2 separate regions of the Macaca mulatta genome follow, and region 1 is linked to region 2. The links are chromatin contacts, called in public Hi-C maps. All regions are on one chromosome and are shown on one strand. The core of a region is the stretch at or near the end of the contact, and the rest is flanking DNA. Distances in the headings are between cores, read along the strand shown.

The links. A called contact is a pair of places that touch in the nucleus more often than the background predicts.
Region 1: a Hi-C map of liver shows a contact between it and region 2, with 2.8 times the contacts expected there. The contact joins the promoter of TRIM65 here to the promoter of UNK in region 2. A contact is called at or near these places in 2 of 14 Hi-C or Micro-C datasets (cortical neurons and liver).

Annotation. Positions count from the first base shown.
Region 1 is chr16:85,604,647-85,609,143 of T2T-MMU8v2.0, forward strand. It overlaps TRIM65 (tripartite motif containing 65), which reads right to left and starts at 1,755. Exons shown (of 5, transcript XM_028836810.2): 1 at 1,266-1,755. The coding sequence starts at 1,673. LOC114673191 (a long non-coding RNA gene) reads left to right here and starts at 1,789. Exons shown (of 2, transcript XR_003723883.2): 1 at 1,789-2,745. It overlaps MRPL38 (mitochondrial ribosomal protein L38), which reads right to left. Exons shown (of 9, transcript XM_077972931.1): 7 at 4,246-4,404; 8 at 3,896-4,032; 9 at 3,380-3,721. The coding sequence ends at 3,585.
Region 2 is chr16:85,489,682-85,494,466 of T2T-MMU8v2.0, forward strand. It overlaps UNK (unk zinc finger), which reads left to right and starts at 1,483. Exons shown (of 16, transcript XM_077972814.1): 1 at 1,483-1,661. The coding sequence starts at 1,558. It overlaps LOC144335963 (a long non-coding RNA gene), which reads right to left. Exons shown (of 2, transcript XR_013407288.1): 1 at 4,367-4,785; 2 at 3,876-3,988.

The DNA.
Region 1 (4,497 bases), core at 505-3,004, 120 kb after region 2:
GTCTCCTTTCCCTGCCCTCCAAATGGTTCCTTGCCTCCCTGCACTCCTGCCTTGGGCTCCTACCCTATTCAGGTCTTGCGTCCTGCCCCCTTCAGCCCCCAGCCAGGTGATCAGTCTCCACGAAGCCCAAATCTGATCATGTGCCACCCTGCTTCCAAGCCTACAATGGCTCCCATGACACTAGAGTAAGAGACAGGCTCCCCCAGGACCCTGCCCGATCTGGCGCCTGCTGACCCCGGGGCCTGGCCTACAGATCTCAGTGGCACAAATCTGCCACTAGCCACCCCGCGTGCCCAGTTCTTTCCCATCCCAGAGAGGGAAGCAGGCTGATTCCTCTGCCTAGAATGCACTTCCCCAGGTCTTTCTCCTCCCGGCTGGTGCTTCCTCAGCCCTCACATGCCAGCCTGAAGGCGGCCTCCCCTTCCTCCTCCTGGCCTGTTTAGCAGGGTCACCCCGACACCTCTATCACATGCTATGTACTTTCCTCACTGCATTTTGCAAGAATACATTCAGGCCTTACTGGAACACTGACTTCTTAAGTGGATTCTAAGTCTCTTAAGGGCAGGGAGCTCGTCTATCCATTTACCAACAGCCCCCATACCCCCCTCACCCCTCCACCCCCACCCCGCACAGCGAATTAAAGCAGACACACGACTGTTCTCTAGCGCCTGGGCACGGAGCAGGGAGCTGCTGCCTCATGCCCAGGCTTTTTTCATCCGGAAGGCATCCAGCAGCTCCTGAGACCCACCCTGCGGCACTGGCCGGGCTGCACATCCCAGTCCGATGCACAGATGCGAGATATTTTTTTTTCATTTTGAGATGGAGTCTGGCTCTGTAGCCCAGACTGGAGTGCAGTGGCCGGATCTCGGCTCACTGCAAGCTCCGCCTCCCGGGTTCACGCCATTCTCCTGCCTCAGCCTCCCGAGTAGCTGGGACTACAGGCGCCCGCCACCACGCCCGGCTAATTTTTTGTATTTTTAGTAGAGACGGGGTTTCACCGTGTTAGCCAGGATGGTCTCGATCTCCTGACCTCGTGATCCACCCGCCTCGGCTCCCAAACTGCGGGGATTACAGGCGTGAGCCACCGCGCCTGGCAGACCCGCGATTTTTATAATCAACTCCCAGGTTGGGCGAAGCCCCTCCAGTTGAGGCTCCCCTCCCCCACCGGGTGCTCGGAGAGAGCAGGGCGCGGCCCGCAGGAGTCATCCTGCGGTGGCCAGGCCGCGGCGGGTCCGGCCCCCTCCTGTTCCCGGCGGACGCGTCACCTGGCGCTTGAGGCGCTCGGCGTCCAGCAGCGCCCGCTCGTGGAGGCGACATTCGTGCACGGTGCACACGCTACATACGCAGCGGCCCTCGGTACGGCAGAAGAGCTCCATTGGCCGCCCATGGCGGGGGCAGCGCGCGGCAGGGCCGGGGCCGGGGTCGGGGCCGGGGTCCCGGGCGGGCCCGGCGTGCACCACCTCCAGCACGCCACTGAGGGCTACGTTGCGGCGCAGCTCGGCGCCGTCGGGGAAGGGCTCCCGGCACTCGGGGCACGCCTTCCCGCAGCGATCCCACCAGTCCCGGATGCAGGCTCCGCAGAAGTTGTGGCCGCAGGGCAGCGTCACTGGGTCCTGGTAGAGTCCCAGGCAGATGGCGCAGGTCAGCTTCTCCTCCAGTAGCTGCACGGCCATGGCCCGCTGGCGGTGGGAGCCAGGCGGGCCCCGGAATTCTCAAAGGGACAGCCGGCCTCGCGTACTGAGGGCGCCCGGGCGTGGCTAACGCGGGGCGGGGCGAGGCCAGGTCCCCGCCCCGGAAGCCGGGCCCTTCTCCGACACCTTCGACCAGCGACCTCCGCAGGGGCCTAGGCCACCCCTGCCCGCCTCGGCCTGGGCCGTTCGAAGGCTCCGCGTTCCGGCATTGCGCCCCTCCCTCCCTCTAGGCACCGCGCCACCCCGGCTGAGAGCTGGGTTCGGCTCTCTCGGGTCCCAGCCTGGCGGGTCCATCCCACCCCCGTGGGCCTTCAGCCCAGGTCCTGGAGACCAGAGGCTCGAAAATCCCGCCCCGCCTCCGGGCTTCTGACCACGGGTCGCGCGGAACCTCTTCTGGACTCATCTGTCAATGGCCTAAGGGCATAGACCACCCGCGCAATCCCCCGGGGCTCGGCGACGAAACGAAAGTCAGTGCACGTGGGCTGGCGGGCTCCCTGCAGACCCGAGCACTGCTGCACTTTTTCCTGGAGCTGGGTTTCGGGCACTTGCCAGACTGGGGTGTCTTCCTTCTCTGGGCTACACGTAATTTTGGTTATTTTAAAGTAAACAGCGAGATGGAAATGTCTGGTCACCAACAGACAGGGACCAGTTAACTGGTATTTTTCAAATGGCCCTTGAATGAGTACACAAACCAGCTTTCAGCTGCAATCAGCATCCCCTCTCCCTGCTGCCCTCTGCTGGGGAGTTTCTTGCCTGGGGTCCGAGCTGATCTGCAGCCTCAGTATTTAGAGGCACTCCAGCATTTCCCCTGCAGCTGAGCAGGCAAGGCGGGTCTGGGGCCTAGCGCCCACCTCCCTGGCAGTGTGTATCAGGCCAGGGGGAACCCCAGGAGAGCAAGGCCTTTCTATCTAACCAAGCTCGGCTGATGTTGCGGCGGCACGAGCTCTCACTGCTGCAGCAAGCACTGCGTCCTGTGTGCGGCCACCGGCGAAGTTTCTGGAAAAAGTGCACGGATCTACCCTCCACCTACTAGTTAGCCAGACTTCTGCTTTTGGTAAGGGAGAAACAAAACACCTAACCGTCCAGCCGCAGGCTCCATGGGCTTTCTGACCCTGAGCAGGTCTCTTGAGTCACGCTGTTACCTACCTAATGTGGCTTCTCCTCCCAAGCATGGGGTGGGGGCGGGAGTCTGTGCAGAGGGTCAGTGCTGGGGCAGGCACTCTCTCTCCAGGGGCCCGGTGGGACCCCCTGGGGCACAAAGCCAGTGCTCAATAAATGCTCCCTCCTGAGCCCAGCTGCTCTGCTCCACTTTTTCGGGGAGCTGGGTTTCAGGCACCTGCTGGATTGGGATGTCCGTCTCCCTTCCCGGGGCCACACCTGTTTTTGGCCCACTGCCTGCTTTTGCTTCGGATCCCAGGGTCCCCGACACCCTCAGAAGATGGAGGTCAGGGTGCACCTGGTGGGGTGGGAGGCAGCCCCTTTCCCACCCATGAGTACAGCTCCATCGGGGTCCTCTGGCCCTGGAACACCGAACCAGGCCAGCTATGGCAGAAATCATCTTTTTTTTTTTTTTTTTTTAATAGAGGCAGGGTTTCATTATGTTGCCCAGGCTGGTCTTGAACTCCTGGGCTCAAGCGATCCTCCCTCCTCAGCCTCCCAGTGTTGGGATTACAGGCATGAGCCACCAAGCCTGGCAAGAAATCATCTTTATTCACATCCCCCACCCCATCACCTGAGAGTCCCTTTCACTCCAAACCCTGGGCCTGATGGGAGGGGGCCACAGAGGGGCTGCCTGAGGCAGGGCCCAGACCCCACAGCGTGGGCCTCTGGAGCTGTGTCTTTACTCCTGCTGCCGATCAATCCCATGCTCTGAAGTGGGCACACTCTGGCTCCTTAGTAGATGCCATAGGTGGGCTCATGACTGTCCCTGTACCGGTCCAGGTAGCGCAGGGGCTGCCGGTGGGGGAACTGCTTCTGCTTGGGGTGGTAAGGGGGCGGCCGTACGAACTCAAACACCGGCTCCCGCATGTCTGCAAGAAGAGCGAGGGGCACAGGGGTGGTCTCCTGTGGCCTGCGCCCCCTCAGGCTGAGGCCTGCCCACCAGGAGCCTGCCGCAGCCTTCCCCTAACAGAGCTTCTCCCTGGCAGGGCAGGCGAGGCCTGGGAGCTCAGGCCCACCCAGTGCCCCAGCCCCATGGCCCTTACCCAGAAGCTGGTGGAAGATGTGGGTGACGGAGTCATCCCAGCGGCACTGGAAGAAGGACAGGCCGGCTGGAGTCATGGCTTCTTGGTGTTTCTTGTAGAAATCAAAAGTGCGGAAGGTCCGCTGGGCTAGCTGATAGCTGTAAGATGGACAGCATGTGAGAGCGGAGAGTGGGCACCAGAGCCCTCACCCCTCCACCCCACAGGCAACCCTGAGAGGCCCCGGGACGCTGCTAGCACCCTGTTCTGCTCTTCTGCCAGCCTCAAGGCTGAGGTCGGAGAGAACTGAGCAAGAGTGACCATTGCAGGGGAGCTGGCCTGAGGCCGGGTTATGTGTTGGGGGTGTAGATTACCAGGGTGAGGGGCGTGCGTCCTCGGAGAAGTCAATCGGCTGGTCCTGCTTGAAGAGCAGGAAGGCAAGACGGTGGATGCCGGAGCCTCGGGCAGGGAAGGGGGGGAGGTAGGGACACGTCACCTGTCCTTCAGCCACCCGGTTACCCGGGATGTTGGTTCTGGGAGGAGGAAAGTCTCCATTAATAACCACTCCAGGGAGGCAGCAGGAGTGTCCCCCCAGCTCCACACACACCGTAGAGGCTGACATGACT
Region 2 (4,785 bases), core at 233-2,732:
CCAGTACACCCTTATTCTAAAGCTCATGGTATACATCCATTATTTAAAATCTGGTGCTGTGACCTCTATTTCCTCAGTCAGCAGTCAGATCACACTTGAGTATTCTGAGGCTAACATAAACCAATTAAGTTGCGTTTAATCATAGGATTAAAGCAATATACTACAACTTGTATTTGTCCTTTTGTAATTTTTCATTTTCAAACGCCCCTAGTGGCTAAACGATTTAGCCTATTTAGGAAATACCAGTTTCTCAACTCTGTAATGTGGCTTCTGATGTGAGGGAACTTGGAGCTAAATAAAATATGTGTCACTCAAACGTTAACGATTTTCCATTAGCCCCACCACCCCTCACCCCTAAGGTTATTTGGAATGTGTTTCTTTAATGAGATAATCATTTGCTAATGTAATCCCATCTAAGAAAATATAAATCAAAACCAGTGGATTTAAAATAGATTCAATATGAAAAACAAAAGTTAAATGATAACTGTTAAAATATCTATGAGAACATTCTAAAACTCACAGAAAAAAATGCCTAGGTCTGGGGCATCTGGCTTATTTTACAAAGTAAAAGAACTTTGCTTGACTGGTGGGAAGCAGAGATGGGAAAGATAATGTCCCAAGTAAAAAGGCTGACGTCCAGAGAAGAAAACTAGAGTGGATAAATACGGGCACGCCCTACTCAAACCCAGGCCTTTCCTCTGGACACTATGATGCTTCTCAACACTGACAAGTTGCCTGCAATTTGTCAATGTACCTCAGAGACTATTCTAGGCGGAGATTAAATTCGTCCTTGGCCCTTAATGTACTGGAAGCAAGTTGGTCAGGCCAGGTGTCAGGCTGAGAAGGCACACAAGTCGTGGAGTTCCAGGTGTCGAGGCCGGTAAAGGTAAATGAAGCGCCTCGGCAAAGGCGCGGGAACTCTCCTCCTTAGCAAAGCTTTCTCAATCCCTCTCAGGTTAGACCCGCCGCAAGGATGAAGGGGTTGCTGTCGGATTGCAGGTGCCTGCAGCACAGGGCCCAGAACTAAGAACCGACAATACAGATTCTTAAGCCCTGCTTGGAGGCACTGCTCTGAGCTGGCATTAGAACCGACCCAAGATGTACTAAGTATAAAGGCAAAGTAGTTATGACACCGTTGGCAGTGAAACTATACTTGGAACTCTTTCGCAGAAGTCGCTAGGGCCTCCCTAGCTCTGGGCCCCCTTCTCCTCCAGGCGCTCCAGTTTCATGGAGAGGCTTCCCTTTGAAACTGAAAACGCGCTGGTAAGAAGGATAAACGCGACCGGACTGCAATTCCCAGAAGCCGTCGCAGGCCCTCAGCATCCGGGACACTAGCAGCACGGATCCCTGGGTATTGTGGTCCCGCGCTTTGCCAGCAACCCTCTGCCGACGGTAAAATTCCAGTCGGACATAGAACCACAACTCCCAGCAACCCATGCTGCCGTGTGGGGGGTCTTCACGTTCTCGTGGCGCGGCGCAGGCGTACTGGGTCCTCGGCGCGGACCGCGCAGACTGAATAATAAAAGGGGAGCGGCGAAGAGGCAGGAAGACAAGACCATGTCGAAGGGCCCCGGGCCCGGCGGCTCCGCAGCTTCCTCGGCGCCCCCGGCCGCTACCGCTCAGGTGCTGCAGGCACAGCCCGAGAAACCGCAGCACTACACGTACGTAGAGCCCCCCCCCGCCGCGCGCGCACGCCTGACGTCAGCGGCCAGCGTGAGTCACGCGCGCAGGGAGAGCGCGAGGCGGCCTCTTCCTCCCCCCCTTCCTCCTCCGGCCCGGCCCAGACCGGTTCCAACCTGCTGGGGCCGGTCCCAACTGCCTCCAACTGCCACCAACCTCTGGTCGGGCTGTGGGGCGGGAAACTCGGTCCCGGCCGCTGAGTGGGGAAGGCGGGAGCTCGGGATGCAGAGTGCACTCTCCCTAGGCCAGGCCTTCGAGGCCTAACTGTTCCTCAGACCATAAAACCACAGTAGTAGGCTCCCTTGGGGGGCAGTGAGAAGTCCAAGACACAACCAAGACGAGTTCCGTGGGGCCCAGCCCCAGAACCCACCTATGAATGATCATTAGCGCGAAATCCTGTCAGGAGATTCCATGCAATTTGCACAGGAAGCCTTTTGTGTCCCTAAGGCTCGTAGGTTGTCCACGAGGGCCACCCTTGCTTGAATTCCCAGTCGACGTAGATAAACATGCAAAGATGGAAACGTGTTGGTGCGTGCCCATGACCGTTTCCCTCGCGGGCTGTGCGGAGCCTGAGTTTGGGAGCCCGAAGGTGATGGGTTCCGAGTATGTCTGCAGGCTCAGCAGAAATGTGACATTAGAGGGACCCCCAAATACCGACACTACAGGGTCCAGCAAGATGGGAAAACCTCTTCCTGGAAGTCTGCATCTGTGTGCTTTTAGGTCGCTGTCTTCATTTCCTTCAAGTCACATTAAGCATTCCCTAGTTAGGTGATGTGGGAGAAAGATGAATAAGGGGCGGTTTCTCGTGTTAAGCAAAATGTTGCTTTCCATTTTCCCTGATGCTCTGAATGCCTCTCTTCCCCATGGGCTTCTGAGCGATGTGCATCTTTAAAAGGATCCCCAGCTGCGAGAGGTTTTGGAACCTGGGGGGTTGAACAGCTCTTAAGTTGTTCAGTGAACGAAGAACAGAATCATCTGTTGGAGTAGAAAGAACTCAAACCAGACAGGAGGAACTCTTGCTATATAGAAGACCTTGGGAAACTGTTCTGGGGTTGGGGAACATTGGTTATAGGAAGTGTATGGTTTCTTTGTGGGATTCTATGTTGTTGGCTGGAATCATTTAAGCTTCTTGACTACAGTCTGACTCAGGTTAACCATTCCTTTTCTGATGTGGACATTGCTTTCCTGGTCCTTTCTTACTGGAGATCTTTCGCAGTCTTTCCATTGATTTTGGTGAGATGTTTTTAGCTCAAAGACTACTGATTAGTTGAATGGTGTAGTCTTGATTTTCGAAGGTGGAAACTTCACGTAATTGGAACTTCTTTATATTCTCTGGTTGCTCAGATCACTGTTTTTAGTAAAATAAACACATTTTGAGTCATGAGAGTCTTGGTTTCAGCAACTTGTGTTTCTGTGTTGTGTTGTCATTGAGCATACTATGAAATCTGTATTAGAAAGACTTTCTTATTTTGGAATTGACAGGTGAAACTAGTGAACAGCTGAGTAAATGTCAGTGTCTGAGTCTTTGTCTTCTTGATGCTCATTTGTTTAAAACCTGTCTTTCAGGCCGGGTGTGGTAGCTCACACCTGTAATCCCAGCATTTTGGGAGGCCGAGGCGGATCACCGGAGGTCAGGAGTTCGAGACCAGCCTGCCCAATATGGCGAAACCCCATCTCTACTAAAAATACAAAAAATTAGCTGGGTGTGCTGGTGGGCACCTGTAATCCCAGCTACTCAGGAGGCTGAGGCAGGAGAATCGCTTGAACCCGGGAGGTGGAGGTGGCAGTGAGCCGAGATCGCACCACTGCACTCCAGCCTAGGTGACAAGAGTGAAACTCCGTCTCAAAAAACAAAAACAAAAAAACCCTGCCTTTCCATTCCTTGTGGGTAAGTACAGAGTAATGGGACCTGGCTCTTGAGGTGTCTTAGGAAATCAGCAGGAGTAGGTAAAATAGCCAAGCTTGATGGGAGGTTGTAGGTGTTCTTATCTCCTTGTCTGTTCGTATGTATGTGTGTTTTTATATTTTTATTTCCAAAAATCAGAGATAGAAATCAGTGGTCTTTCTTGCTAGACTTACCAGCATTCAGAAGCTGTGATGACTTGGCATACTTCATCCCCTAGTCGTCCTAGGGCTGAGGTGCAGGGAGCATGAGGACACATATGATGGAACCAGCACACTTGCTGGCTCTGATTTTTCCTTTTTTTTTTTTTTTTTTTTTTTAAGATAGGGTCTCTGTCATCCAGGCTGTAGTGCAGTGTCACGATCTCAGCTCACTGTAGCCTCGACCTCCCTGGTTCAAGTGATCCTCCCACCTCAGCCTTCTGAGTAGCTGGGACTACAGGCACACCTGGATACATTGTTTTGGTATTTTTTGTAGAGACATGGTTTTGCCATGTTGCCCAGGCTGGTCTCAGACTCCTGTGATCAAGCAGGCACAAGCAATCTACTGTTGGGCCTTGGCCTCCCAAAGTGCTGGGAGGCCACCACACCCAGCCTTTTTTTTTCTTTTTCTCTTAAAAGAGACATGGGCAGGGTGCTGTTGCTCATGCTTGTAATCCCAGCACTTTGGGAACCTGAGGTGGGTGGATCACTTGAGGTCAGGAGTTTGAGACCAACCTGGCCAACATGGAAACCCCGTCTCTACTAAAAATACGAAAAATTAGGTGGGCCTGGTGGCACACACCTGTAGTCCCAGCTACTCGGGAGGCTGAGACAGGAGAATCGCTTGAACCCAGGAGGCGGAGGTTGCAGTGAGCCGAGATAGTGCCACTGCACTCCAACCTGGGCGACAGAGTAAGACTCCGTCCAAAAAAAAAAAAAGAGAGATGTGATCTCACTATGTTACCTAGGCTGGACTTGAACTCCTGAGTTCAAGCAGTCCTGCCTTAGCCTCCTGAGTAGCTGGGACTACAGGCACATACCTCTTTACCTGCTTCCCCCTGCCCCCATAAGGTGAATTCATTTATTGCCCTTGGGAGTTAGGGGATGGGAGCAGTTTGATTTTGAGCTGCTTGGGAGGTAAACAGTGGGTACACATGGACATACAGAGTGGAATAATAATTGATCATTGATAATAATTTTTTTTTTTTTTTTTGAGACGGA